Linked DNA regions of Mus musculus: region 1 is linked to region 2. Evidence: chromatin contacts called from public Hi-C data. All regions are on one chromosome and are shown on one strand. The core of a region is the stretch at or near the end of the contact, and the rest is flanking DNA. Distances in the headings are between cores, read along the strand shown.

Region 1 (5,888 bases), core at 2,728-5,227, 8.8 Mb before region 2:
TGGAAGACAGTGATTATTTCCAGGCTTATGCCCCGCTGGCCCCGAGGTAAACAGCCTGAGCTCCCCACAAGAGAAGCATGCTTTCCTTCCCCTGAGAATCCCACGCCTGAGCCAGTAAAGGGAAGAATGCACACAGGAAAATAAGAAAGCCTCATCAAGGGAGCCAGGGACATTCCTGAATTCTTTTCAGTGCAAAAACGAGAACTAGACATGGAGGTGCCCCTCCTAATGGCAACGATAAACCCCAACCATTCCCAGTTGAGGCCAAGCCCCTCCCCGGGAGCCTGAGACCAAGGTTCATTCCCCAGGGCTCCTCCCTGCAGGGCTCCCAGGTAAGATCAGAAGCCTGTCCAGGCACGGAGAGAGCCCACTGAGCAGACGCAGTCTTCCTCATTGCTGGCCCCTACTGCTGCCGCTCTGCAGCCATACAGGACCAGCCAGTACACGAGTGGCTGTGGGTGCTCAGGGGGCCGGAGTGAGCAGCAAAGCAAATCAGATGTGTGTTCTGAAGCTGGGTCGACATGGCGGCAGGACATGGCATATCCCTGTGCACCACAGGGACCTGGGCCCTCCATTAGTTCTTCTCTGGACGGTTTCTGTTCAGGACTGCTTTAGGGGCAAATTCTAGCTTGTCCTTAAGGCTCACCACCTGAGTGTGGTCCTTGCCTAGCATCTCATCCAGCTTTCGGTCCTCTCGGCGCTCCAGGATGCTCTTCTCCTCCTCCACAGGCTGAGGAGTCTTTCCCCTGATGAACCATTCCAGGTGGTAGCCCACAGCCCCGACCACAAAGGCCACAGGGAAGGTGACATAGGGGGCATAGGTTCGCACCACGGTCCAAAGCACAGGCCACATGACATCTGCAGAAGAATACAGAGAGCGTTAGGGAGACATGGGTGCCTCCTCTTCTAGCACGTGCGGACAGCACATAGGTGCTCTACTTACCAGGCAGCCTGGCAACTAATAACTGGGCAGCCACCCTGCAGAGCAGCAAGCAGCCACTGTGCTCTGTGCAACAGTTGGGTCCCCGAAATACTCTAAGAAGTTGCAAAAGATTCGACTGTTGGGGACGGGGGTAAAAACCTCTACGAACTAGTGCTACTGTGTGCATATGCCCCTCACAAGGAAACTCCAAGCCTAATTAATGGCTCTTCCAACCTGGTATGACCTCAGGTCCTCTCTTCCAGATATCTGTCAACATCTTAGGAAGAGAAAAGAAGTCTTTTCTCTGCTCTATAAAACTTCACACAGCCTCACTCTGAATTCTGGCTCCCTGATGATAAGTAGTTCCTTCTCCTGGGGGAAAGCACAAGGGCCTTATTTAACTATGATCTATTACCTAACTATTCTGACCTAAGATGGATAGGGTTTTGTTTTGTTTTGTAACTCTATTCTGGCCTTGGCTTTCCTAATAATAACCTATAGTTAACAAATCTTGATCAAAACAACTTCAAAATATACGACCTGCAACCATTCACATCCTCATGCTTACACAGCAAGTCCCTGAAAACATCACAAATGAATACAGTATTCCAGATGCCCCAGAACCCTAATACTTAAAAAGTCCCCGTGGAAAATGCTGTAAAAAAAAAACAAAAACAAAAACAAAAACAAAAACTGTAGAGCTGCCCCTAGGGCCTCCTGCAATGAAACACCAAAGTAATATGCAAACCTACACACTCAAATGGCCACTTAGTCACAAATGATTACCACTATTAAATTACTATTTATACCATTATTTAATTACCGTTACAATCATAAAAGGCTGCTGGCAATGAATGTAATAATGCAAGCTACCACCATCTACTGAGTGCTTATTCCAAGCTGGGCCCTGGGCTAAGCACTTCACACACACAGTGTTCTCCAATGTTCACATGCTCGCCTTAGTCATCAGCATGGAGTCACTTGCCCGTGTTTATGCTTCCATAACTGTTTCTCCAACACCTCTCTCTCTCTCTCTCTCTCTCTCTCTCTCTCTCTCTCTCTCTCTCTCTCTCTCGGCTCTACGGTGAGACATCCAGACCTCATGGAAGATTTGAAGGCTCCTCATTTCCCCCTTTTATTCTCTTTGGGGGAACTTGGGTGTCTTGTGGGCCTGACACTACACATGGACCTTCAAAGGCAAAGAACTGCAGCAAGATTCAAGTTTCTCTTCCTGCTCCTTTGACCTGACACCATGCCCTATGCTCTACCATATCTCCCCTGGTCATCGCCTGACCCTCACATCTCTATGATGTAGGAACGAGGAGCCCAGATTCTTGTCCAAGGCCATAGTGGCTCAAAGACACTGTGTCAGCTTGCCAAAATCATACAAGTGGCAGGCCCGCTGGTCTGAGGCCAAGCCTGGGCTTTTTTTCTAGCAGAAAGAACACTCTGCAGATGTATGCATGGTGTCCGTTCACACCCTAGATGTGTGGAGGGCCTCCTACAGCTCCCCATTAGCTTGGCTTTTCATTACACTGAAAGTCTTCCTTCCTTCTGAGCTCTGAAGTTATATCATGAGATCCGAGAAACCTTACAATGTACACATTAACAAAGAGGGGAAGCTCCAAAGAACCCCAAACTCAATCCTCCATTCTATTTTTAACTCAGTACTTCGTTCTATTTTCTGTTTTAAGTTTTGGGGTTTGTTTGGTCAGCTGGTTTTGGTTTTTTGAGATAGGGTTTCCCTGTGTAGCCCTGCCATTCAGATTCCTTCTGTAGACCAGGCTGGCCTCAAACTCAGAGACTGGACTGGCCTGCCTCTGCCTCCTTAGTGCCAAGATTAAAGACATGTGCCACCACCGTTGGGCTTGTTTTTATTTTTAAGACAGGTTCTCATGGCACCCAGCCTGGCCTCAAACCCTCAAAGTAGCTAAGGATAACTTTGATCTGCCGACGCTCCTGTTTCCAGTGCCAAGTGCTTGTGATCACAGGTCCACACCAAGTGCAAGTCCTTTATACAATTCCTGGGTAGAGACTCTCAATTTTCCAATTTGTCTTAGGGCGGGCATATCAAGCACCAGTCTATGAGTATTACTCTTGTACATAGAAAGCCCAAGTTCTATGTGCTCTTGTCCGAATTCCAGTCATCCATGTATACAACACAACCTTCTCTTCGGTAAGCTATGTGGGCCTACCCTACCTGTCTACAGCTCTCAAAACACCCTGGAGCTCCACAAGGTTAAGAACTAAGGATGTCCGGATCGTCCTATGCTCTGTGCCTCTTCCCACCCTTGCTATCCTCCCTAGCAAAGAGCTAAAAAAGTTTGTTGGTCGAATGAATGACAGGCAGCATAAACATGTTGCTTTGTTTATGGAAGACTACAGCAGCCTTCCACCCGCACTCACAAAGGGGTATAGGGATATGATCATAAGCAGCTAGACTTCATGAAGTCATCCCGAAGGTATCAAAATGTAAGTAGCACAAGTGTTTCCCAAATACTGCAACGCCTATTTCCAGCCCGACACGCAGGGGCGCCAGCCAAAGGCTCCAGGTACAGGTCAACCGGGCCGCCAGGAAACCTGTCCCAGTGCCTGAGCCCACCGGAAGCTCTCCAAATGAGAGCAGTCGTAGGAGGTCCGAGAAGGTGAAACCATCAGCCTTGACAGCCAGCCAAGTTGGGATGGGAGCGCCAGTGAGGTTCGGGTCATCAGCTCCTGTTCCCTGTCCAGTCACGCCACACGCGTGGCTTCGTCACCCTTCGGCCTGCAGGGGCCTGAGGCGGACGAGATCTGACCACAGTCCACACTCGGCCACCAAAAGCTGGCCGAGGCCGAGCGGGTCACGGAAACCATCGCTCCCTCAACTAGGAGGAGCCGTTCCCGTGGGACTGGGGGCCAGCGATCCTGGGAAGCGAAGTGCCCTCAGCCCTGGGAACTCACCTGCGGTCCAGCCCGCACACCCCGGACAGGTCCCGCGCTGCGCCCGCTAGCCGGGAGCAACAGGGACGCCGAGGTTCCCAGTGGCCCGCGGGGCGCGCCCGAGGCCCCGCCCACTGGCATCTCTCGGAGAGCAGCGATTGGCTGAGCTCCAGCCAGCTACAGAAGAAAGGAAGCCAGGCACCCGACCCTGCGTTGGACTAAACGCAGAATAGTATAGCGCCCCCTGACGGCTCGGAGGCTCCCCTGTGACGTTGCCACATGCTTGTGAAGAAGAAAAAAGAATAGTCAGCTTTCATTGATCCAAATGAAGTTCATTAGGTGTCTTCCGAGACTTACCTAGGTCGGATATTACTGAAACCGAAAACCCAACCCCTGACCTCCAGAAGCTCCCGTAGCAGAGAATAACCTAGTACTTTCAATCTTCTTGGGATCTGTGCTTTCAGGCTGTGTGTCCTTGGGAACATCATTAATTAATCTGAGCCTCAATTCTTCTGCATAGCGTTAAAACCTTCCATTTCAGCAGGGATGTTGCAAGGGTTAGATAACATCTTGTTTGTAAAATACTGTGCCAGGCACACATCTCGCAGGGAACTAGATTGTAGCGTTAGTGAGTCTACAAATTGCTGAAAGTACCAAGACCCTCTGATCGCAAGTACTCACTCTCCTTCCTCCATGTTTCCCCTGTCCCTGAGCGGAATTATACTTATCACATATAAGAAAAAGCCTCACACCCCAAGCTCTCTAATGGACTACCATAGTCCTGCCTTCTCAACCTGCCCACACTGCTCTCAACCTGACCAGTCTCCTTCCCACTAATAGCATGCTAAAAATCAACGTTTGAAGCCTGTGTGTCCATGTTCTTTCATCTACCTGGAGTGCTCTACCCAGCTTCCCTTAAGTCTACCCAGCTTCCCTTAAGTTAGCAGTGAGCCATTTCTCAAGGTCACGGGTACTCTCACAGGAAGCGTCTTCAAGACTGTACTGTCAAGTTAGAGATTCTTCCTCTTTTAGATCAAAGAGCCCAAAGCTAAGCCTGACAGCGAAGATGGGGAGGAAGAAGCTGCCAGAAATTAGCAACCGTGATTATCAGACCTTGATTACTTGTGCATTGAATCTGTGGGAAGAGATCAGAACAGTCTAGAACACAGGCTGGCATTTAGCCATTCTACAAGCTAGACATTGGCGATACAAATGGGGACTGCCCTCCGTAGTTTCCTGGATGGAGAAGAAACAGGAAGACCCACACAGTGTCATAACAGAGGACACTGTCCGTCCATACAAGAAGAATGAGTGGAGGTTCCCTGGAAGGACAGATCCCTAAGCTGGATCTTAATAGTGACTAGAAGTTCCCTCCAGCAGACCTGGGTAAGCACAGAATCCCCAGCTAAAGTGGAAATGACAGCATTGAGAAGTCCTGAGGCGCAAGACCAGCCTTGGCTCTACACCAAGATCCTATATCAATTAAAGGAGTCAGTTAGCACTTCCAGATCACACAGAACTACAAGCTGAGACCCTGTCTAAAAATAAAGTAAAATACCAAACACTGGAATTAGTTGTTTAATTAATTCAAATCTTGACTCTGTGGCCTGCTAATCTGAGAAAATATATTTATAACCTTTTAAAAATGATTTTAATTATGTGTGTGTAAGGGGGGGGTGCAATGAATGTAGGCACCCATGGAAGTCAGAAGAGGGCGTCAGACACACAGGAGTTTATGAGCTGTCAGACATGGATGCTGAGAACCAAGCTAGGCTCATCTGCAGAGTGGTGTGTTCCTTAACCACAGTACCATCTTATAGACCTATTTGTATTTAAAAAAAAAAAAAACCAGTAAGAAAATACCCTAGGACTGGCCAGATGGCTCAGCAGATAAAGGTATTTGCCACCAAACTGATGGCCTGAGTTTAATCCTCAGGACCCACATGGTTGAAGGAGACTCTCAACTCCTGAAAGTTGTCCTCTGAACTCCCCATAGGGTCTGTGGCTTGTGAGCATACACCCACACACAAATAAATAAAAGGAATAA
Region 2 (6,800 bases), core at 270-2,769:
CGTGCGCCACCACGCCCGGCGCTTTTTTTTTTTTTTTTTAATGTTTTTTATTGTCACCAGAAGGAAGAGGTGCGCTGTGGGTGCAGAGATCAAAGGGCCACTTTTTTTTTTTTAAAGTGTGTATGTGTTTTGCCTACATCTATGTCTGTATACCTCATGCACACCTGATGCTGGCAGAGGCCAGGGAAGGCACTGGATCCCCTGGGACTACAGTAATAGATCTTGAATACCTATATTGGGCGCCGGGAACTGAACCCTAGGTAATCTGGAAGAGCATCTAGCGATAACAGCTAAGCCATCATCTTTCTAACCTCCTTTCCGCTTTAAAATAATTTATTTTTATCGGGGAGGAGGGGTGTGTTTGTGTGCCATCTGTATGCTGGTTCCATAAGAGGGCATCGATGCCCTGGAGCTGGAGTTAGAGGTAGTTGTGCGCTGCCTGACAAAACCAAATTTTCTTCCCGTGGAAGAGCAAGAAGTTCTAACTGAGGCATCTCTCCAGGCCCCAGACCTGGATTCTTACCAACCTCTTTTTATGACCTTGGGCTAATTTCTTGTATTGCACCTTGGTTTTTCTATCAGCATAACCAGGTTCTTGGCCCAGCGTGGTGGCACACGCCTTAAATTCCACCGCATCTCTGAGATCCAGGGCAGTTTTTTCTACAAGGTGAATTCCAGGCCAGCCCGGACTGCATAGTGAGACCCTTGTCTGAAACAAACAAAATGGGTGTCGCTCTGGCAGATTATGTGCAACGGGGGTAAGGAGATCTCTAGGTCTCTGAAGAATCCTAAGTCCCACGGGAGTCCTCCACAGGATGTGATGTCCCCAAGAACAGCCTAACCTAATCTTCACGACGAAAGGCTGGAATTCTGATCATTGTTTTGACACACACACCCCTTCCTCTCACTTTGTGTTTGCAGAACCCCACACTGGTCCGCATACTTCCTTCCTAGCAGGGTTTCAGGCGCCCTCCCCATTCAGACTGCCACCTCCCCACCGTCTCTAACCAACTGGGTCCTCCGGGTTGAGGTTGAGTTTCTCTCTCTCTCTCTCTCTCTCTCTCTCTCTCTCTCTCTCTCTCTCTCTCTCTCTGTGTGTGTGTGTGTGTGTGAGAGAGAGAGAGAGAGAGAGAGAGAGAGAGAGAGAGAGAGAGAGAGAGAGAGAGAGAGAGAGAATGTGTGTATGTGTGAACGTGTGACCTAAGTACCACCCACAGGCTTCGATGTGACCTTTCAAAGATTCCCAGATGCTCTAACTGCCGGGCCCAACCCAGAGAGATGGCCGGCAGAGAGCGGATCCCGAGGACTAACTGTGCGGGACCCGCCCCCGTGTTCCGATTCGGGCTCCGATTCGGGCAGGGACGAAGGCTCCCAGAGATGGGTTCGGGATTTCCTTCCAAATGCTTGGTCGTCGCACTCTCGTGAGATTTGCTCCCGGAAGACCCGGCCCTCTTCAGTGTAGCGACCAATCGGCAAGGGCGACGGTTAAGACAGTTGGGTTTTGAAGGAGCCAATGAACGCTAGCAGCGGAGAGTTTAAGAACAACAGTCCGGCGTGTCCTTAGCTTGTCTGGAAAAGAACGCGTTCGGCAGGCGCACTGACGCGCTGCGAGGAGCTGGGGGTTTGTGTTCGGGAGAGCTGAGTACGGAGAGGGACCGGGCTGCTGCGAGCTGTGGCAGGCGGAGCCCAGGAGCCCGGCGAGGATCGCGCTTGGTCGCCTTTCGCCCCGGTAGCGGTGCCATGGCGCAGTTCGTGTTCGAGAGCGATTTGCACTCACTGCTTCAACTGGACGCACCCATCCCCAATGCCCCGGTTGCGCGCTGGCAGCGCAAAGCAAAGGAAGCCACAGGCCCAGCCCCCTCGCCCATGCGGGCCGCCAACAGATCACACAGCGCCGGGCGGACCCCGGGCCGAACTCCTGGTGAGTGGGTGGAGGGAGCTGGAATCGCTGAGAGTCCGTCTTCATGCTCCCTCCGGGAGCCTCGTCAGGCTGTCTGACTTCTCTCTCCCTGCCCCCAGGCAAATCTAGTTCCAAGGTTCAGACCACCCCTAGCAAACCTGGAGGTGACCGCTTTATCCCCCAACGCAGTGCTTCTCAAATGGAGGTGGCCAGCTTCCTCTTAAGCAAGGAAAACCAGCCGGAAGACAGGGGGACGCCCACCAAAAAGGTATGATTCCACAGGGGTCATGAGACTTGAGGTGTCTGTCCCCTGGCTGATACCGGTCTTCCTCCCCTCACTTGCCGTGTATTTCAGGAGCATCAGAAAGCCTGGTCTCTCAACCTGAACGGTTTTGATGTGGAGGAAGCCAAGATCCTCAGGCTCAGCGGCAAACCTCAGAATGCCCCAGAAGGTAAGGAGTGAGTGACATCATCGAGGCTGGTGTCAGTCCTTCCTAAGGGGAGACATGTGGCTGCTTTTCCACATGTGGATGGGTATCAGTTTCCAAGTCTAGACCCACTCTCTTGCCACAGGCTACCAGAACAGACTGAAAGTACTGTACAGTCAGAAAGCCACGCCTGGCTCCAGCAGGAAGACTTGCAGATACATCCCTTCTCTGCCAGACAGGATCCTTGATGCCCCCGAAATCCGGAATGACTACTGTGAGTGCACTGTTGTCTTTGCGGATGGAGAAAGATGGCCTAGGAATGGACCAGTCCAACAAAGGACCTCATGTTTTCTTCCTTCCCCTGGCAGACCTGAATCTTGTAGATTGGAGCTCTGGAAATGTATTGGCTGTGGCACTGGACAACAGTGTGTACTTATGGAACGCTGGTTCTGGTGACATCCTGCAGTTGTTGCAAATGGAGCAGCCTGGAGACTACATATCCTCGGTGGCCTGGATCAAGGAGGGCAACTACCTAGCTGTAGGCACCAGCAATGCTGAGGTCCAGGTGAGCCTGGTTGCCTGTATTGTGGCTCTGTGGTCACTGGGCTCAGGGGGGAGCTTGCCCACCTTACATCTGTGACCCTGTGGTCATTCCTCTGCAGCTCTGGGATGTGCAGCAGCAGAAACGACTTCGAAACATGACCAGTCACTCCGCTCGAGTAAGCTCCCTCAGTTGGAACAGCTATATCCTATCCAGGTCGGTGTTTTTCCCAGTCTATAGCAGAACCTTTCCGGTTTCTGCCATCCGGAACTAAATCTCTTCTTCTCTCAGTGGTTCACGGTCTGGCCACATCCACCACCATGATGTTCGGGTAGCAGAACACCATGTGGCCACACTGAGTGGCCATAGCCAGGAAGTATGTGGGCTTCGCTGGGCCCCAGATGGACGACATCTGGCAAGTGGTGGCAATGATAACATTGTCAACGTGTGGCCTAGTGGTCCTGGAGAAAGTGGATGGGCTCCCCTGCAAACATTCACTCAACATCAAGGCGCTGTCAAGGTGAGAAAGCATTTGAGCTGAGGTCTTTACAGACACTCAGCTATAAACGAGGGACTACTAAGAGGAGAGGACAAGGCGGGGTTGAGTTTAATTGTGACACTTAGAGTTGAGAGATGGTTTTGTCCACTGAGTATTCATAATAGATGATGACTACTGTGCCCAGAGAGCTGGGTGCCTTCCAGCATCGTCACGATTATTGAAGCAGCTCCTGTCTTGGAGTTGTTTGAAAATTGTTATCACCTCTGATTGGCTAATAAAGAGCTGATCAACCTGTAGCTGGGGAGGAGAGTTTAAGATGGGTGGGAAAAGAGGTGAGGTCACCAGGAGGGAGTCTCCAGGAGATGGTGGAGGAGGAGCAGCCAGGGCGAGACGGAGATGTCAGGTTACAGGGCAGGTGCTGGGTGTTAGGCATCAGAGCTGGGTTAGAATAGATGAGAACCCTGCCCAGCTATAGTGCAAGAAGCTCTTTAATACATATTCCAGGTTTCTGTGCCATTTCAAGGGAAAGGAGGGCATGGAAAAGCTCAGTTCTTTTACACGTAGGGCTGCTTCTGCCTCTCTGTTGACCTGACCCAGCCTTTATCCATTCCACCCAGGCTGTGGCATGGTGTCCCTGGCAGTCCAATATCCTGGCAACAGGAGGAGGAACCAGTGACCGGCACATTCGCATTTGGAACGTCTGCTCAGGGGCCTGTCTGAGTGCTGTGGATGTGCATTCCCAGGTAGTTTTGTTGTGATTGCTACTGGTGGTGATTCATGGTTTAACCTATCCCAGGCAGAGGTGTGTTCCTCTATGTGACATTTCTGAACAGCCACTTCTACTCCAACTCTCTACCTGATCATTTCTAAATTTCTGACTCAGCCCTCACTGGCATTCCCATTTCCTAGTTTGGCTTCTCTCCAACCCTAGGTCCTCAAGAATCCTCCTCCTCCGTATGTCCTAATTAAGCTTGTCAGTTCACCTTGCCTTCCTGAAATGTACTGTGTTCCACTTGTACTGTTTTAGATGCAGAACCTGCTTAGAAATCTGAAAAGCCACCTAGTCTTTCATCCTTCTCAGGATATTTCAGTGTTAGCTTGAAATACCATTCACATCCGTCCCTTCCTCAGCACTCTCATTCATTCATTCACTCATTCATTCATTCATTCATTCATTGAGGCAGGGTCTTGTGAGACAGAGTCTTGCCTTTGCTGGCCTCAGTCCTGCTTTTAACATCCCAAGTGTTGAGATTACCAGCATGTAACTCCATGCCCAGGCTCCCACACATTTTCTCTCTCTTCCAGTTCCCTTTATACAATCCGAGTGGTATCTTACTGTCCTTAAACCTGTGATGACTCCCACAACCTACAGCATAAGATCCAAATACATTAGACCCGGGCTGTGTTGTGCCTTTAATCCCAGCACTTGGGAGGCAGAGGCAGGCGGATTTCTGAGTTCGAGGCCAGCCTGGTCTACAAAGTGAGTTCCAGGACAGCCAGGGCTATACAGAAAAAGAAACCCTGTATCGGAAAAAAAAACAAAAAACCAAATACATTAGAACATTTGAGGCTCTTGCTGCTGATATGCCTTGCTGTAAATACTCCAGTTTTCCCTATCTGCTCCCCTCACTCGGCCTTCACTGCAGGTGTGGGCTCTGAAGGCAGATGGTTGAAGTTGCCAAGGGAGTCGCTTATGGGATGACTTTGGGTAACATGAAACTTCCCTTCTGGTGGATTCATCTTCATCACCATAGATGTGTGTCTGGGGGCTTCAGTGAGGACTGTGACCATTAAGTTAAATCTGTAGTGCCTGACAGGGTGTCTAATACTAGAATGGACTGACTCGGTTCTGAGTAACCCTGCCTGACTCATGTCCGTGATGACCTTCTCCACAGGTGTGCTCCATCCTCTGGTCTCCCCACTATAAGGAGCTGATCTCAGGTCACGGCTTTGCCCAGAACCAGCTGGTTATTTGGAAGTATCCAACCATGGCCAAGGTGGCTGAGCTCAAAGGTAGGTGGCAATAGGAAGCCAGGCAGAAAGGCCACATAGTGTATGTTTCCATCCATATGAAATATTGAGAATAAACAGACTGATATGACTTGCCTGGGGATTTGGCAAGGGTGGTGGGAGGGTATGATTGCACGAGAATGGGTAAATGCAGAGTTAACAGGCTTAGATTTAGAATGTCGTGGTACTGGTTATAACAATGTACAACCTAACCTTGTAAATACAGTAACACCACTGAATTATAAAAGGGTGAGTGTATGGCATTCAAATTGCATTTCAAGGTGACTGTCAAAGTTAGAGGGAGGCCTGTGTGTATACTCAAATGCACTGCTCTCGCCCTAGGACACACAGCACGGGTCCTGGGTCTTACAATGAGTCCAGATGGGGCCACAGTGGCATCAGCAGCAGCTGATGAGACTCTACGGTTGTGGCGCTGCTTTGAGATGGACCCTGCCCTTCGGCGTGAGCGGGAAAAAGCCAGTGTAGCTAAAAGTAGCCTCATCCACCAAGGCATCCGTTGAACAAACGCATTTCCTTTCTTGTTTTTATTTTATTTTTTCTAATAAAGTTCGTATCTTCCTTATGTCCCAGCATCCTTCCTACATGCTTCCCCTACTCTGACTAGAGCTAGACTTGGCAACCCCCCTTTTTATATTATTTTTGTAGTTTAGGGGACCAAACCCAGAGCCCTGCCTACTGAGCATCATTTTTCTTTTGAGACAGGGTTCAGGCTCTTTTGAGCTTCCTGCTTTGTACCCTCCCCAGGAGCTGGAATTACCGCATGCACTACCACCCATCCCTTTTGTTTGTAAACAAGCCAGAGCTAAAGCTGTGTCCCGCACCTCATTTACACACACACACAATCTCAGTGGTTTCCCGTCACTTTAATTAAGACACAAGTGAGCGCACAGCCTGACTTCCAGGCCTGCTGCCTGCCCATTCTGACCTTTGGCCCGAAGCTCATGCTTCCATGTGGAGTGAGAAGGGAGCCTGAGTCCACAGTGACAGATTATTGCTGACCTCTTCAGTGTGAGGAGAAAGGCCACAAGACCCGGGTGCGTGCCGGCCAGCCCTGAGTGTTCCTCTCCCAAGTTTAAGGCAGGGAGGGGGAAGTAAGTGTCCAGCCCTTTCAGCCTCCAGTTCTGGTGGCAGACAGCAGTGAGGCCACATCCCTGGAGCTGGCTGGGAGAAGGGATGGGAACAGTGGCCCCTGTGGACCAGCTGTGGGGAGGGGAGAGCCAGTCCGCCTGCTCAGTCCTGACCACAGAGCCCTGGTCACGGGTGTAGGTAGAGAGGACACTTGTGGATGCTGCCCAAGGTGCAGTCCTGAGGCACTTAGGTGGGCAATGTCTAGGCCATGCTTCTCAGTTGGCCTTGACCTTGGTGGTAGCTGGAGCTCCATTTTGCTGAACTGCACGGGGC

The links. Hi-C and Micro-C count contacts between places; a contact is called where the count stands out from the background.
Region 1: a Hi-C map of B cells shows a contact between it and region 2, with 6 read pairs. The contact joins the promoter of Smim12 here to the promoter of Cdc20 in region 2. A contact is called at or near these places in 2 of 484 Hi-C or Micro-C datasets (B cells and muscle stem cells).

Annotation. Positions count from the first base shown.
Region 1 is chr4:127,241,873-127,247,760 of GRCm38.p6, reverse strand. Smim12 (small integral membrane protein 12) reads right to left here and starts at 3,977. Exons shown (of 2, transcript NM_030252.2): 1 at 3,863-3,977; 2 at 1-858. The coding sequence starts at 853. The coding sequence ends at 575.
Region 2 is chr4:118,432,062-118,438,861 of GRCm38.p6, reverse strand. Cdc20 (cell division cycle 20) reads left to right here and starts at 1,519. Exons shown (of 10, transcript NM_023223.2): 1 at 1,519-1,921; 2 at 2,020-2,168; 3 at 2,256-2,352; 4 at 2,474-2,602; 5 at 2,697-2,893; 6 at 2,991-3,085; 7 at 3,161-3,389; 8 at 3,986-4,111; 9 at 5,264-5,381; 10 at 5,721-5,961. The coding sequence starts at 1,741. The coding sequence ends at 5,899. It overlaps Elovl1 (elongation of very long chain fatty acids (FEN1/Elo2, SUR4/Elo3, yeast)-like 1), which reads right to left. Exons shown (of 8, transcript NM_019422.3): 8 at 5,909-6,800. The coding sequence ends at 6,743.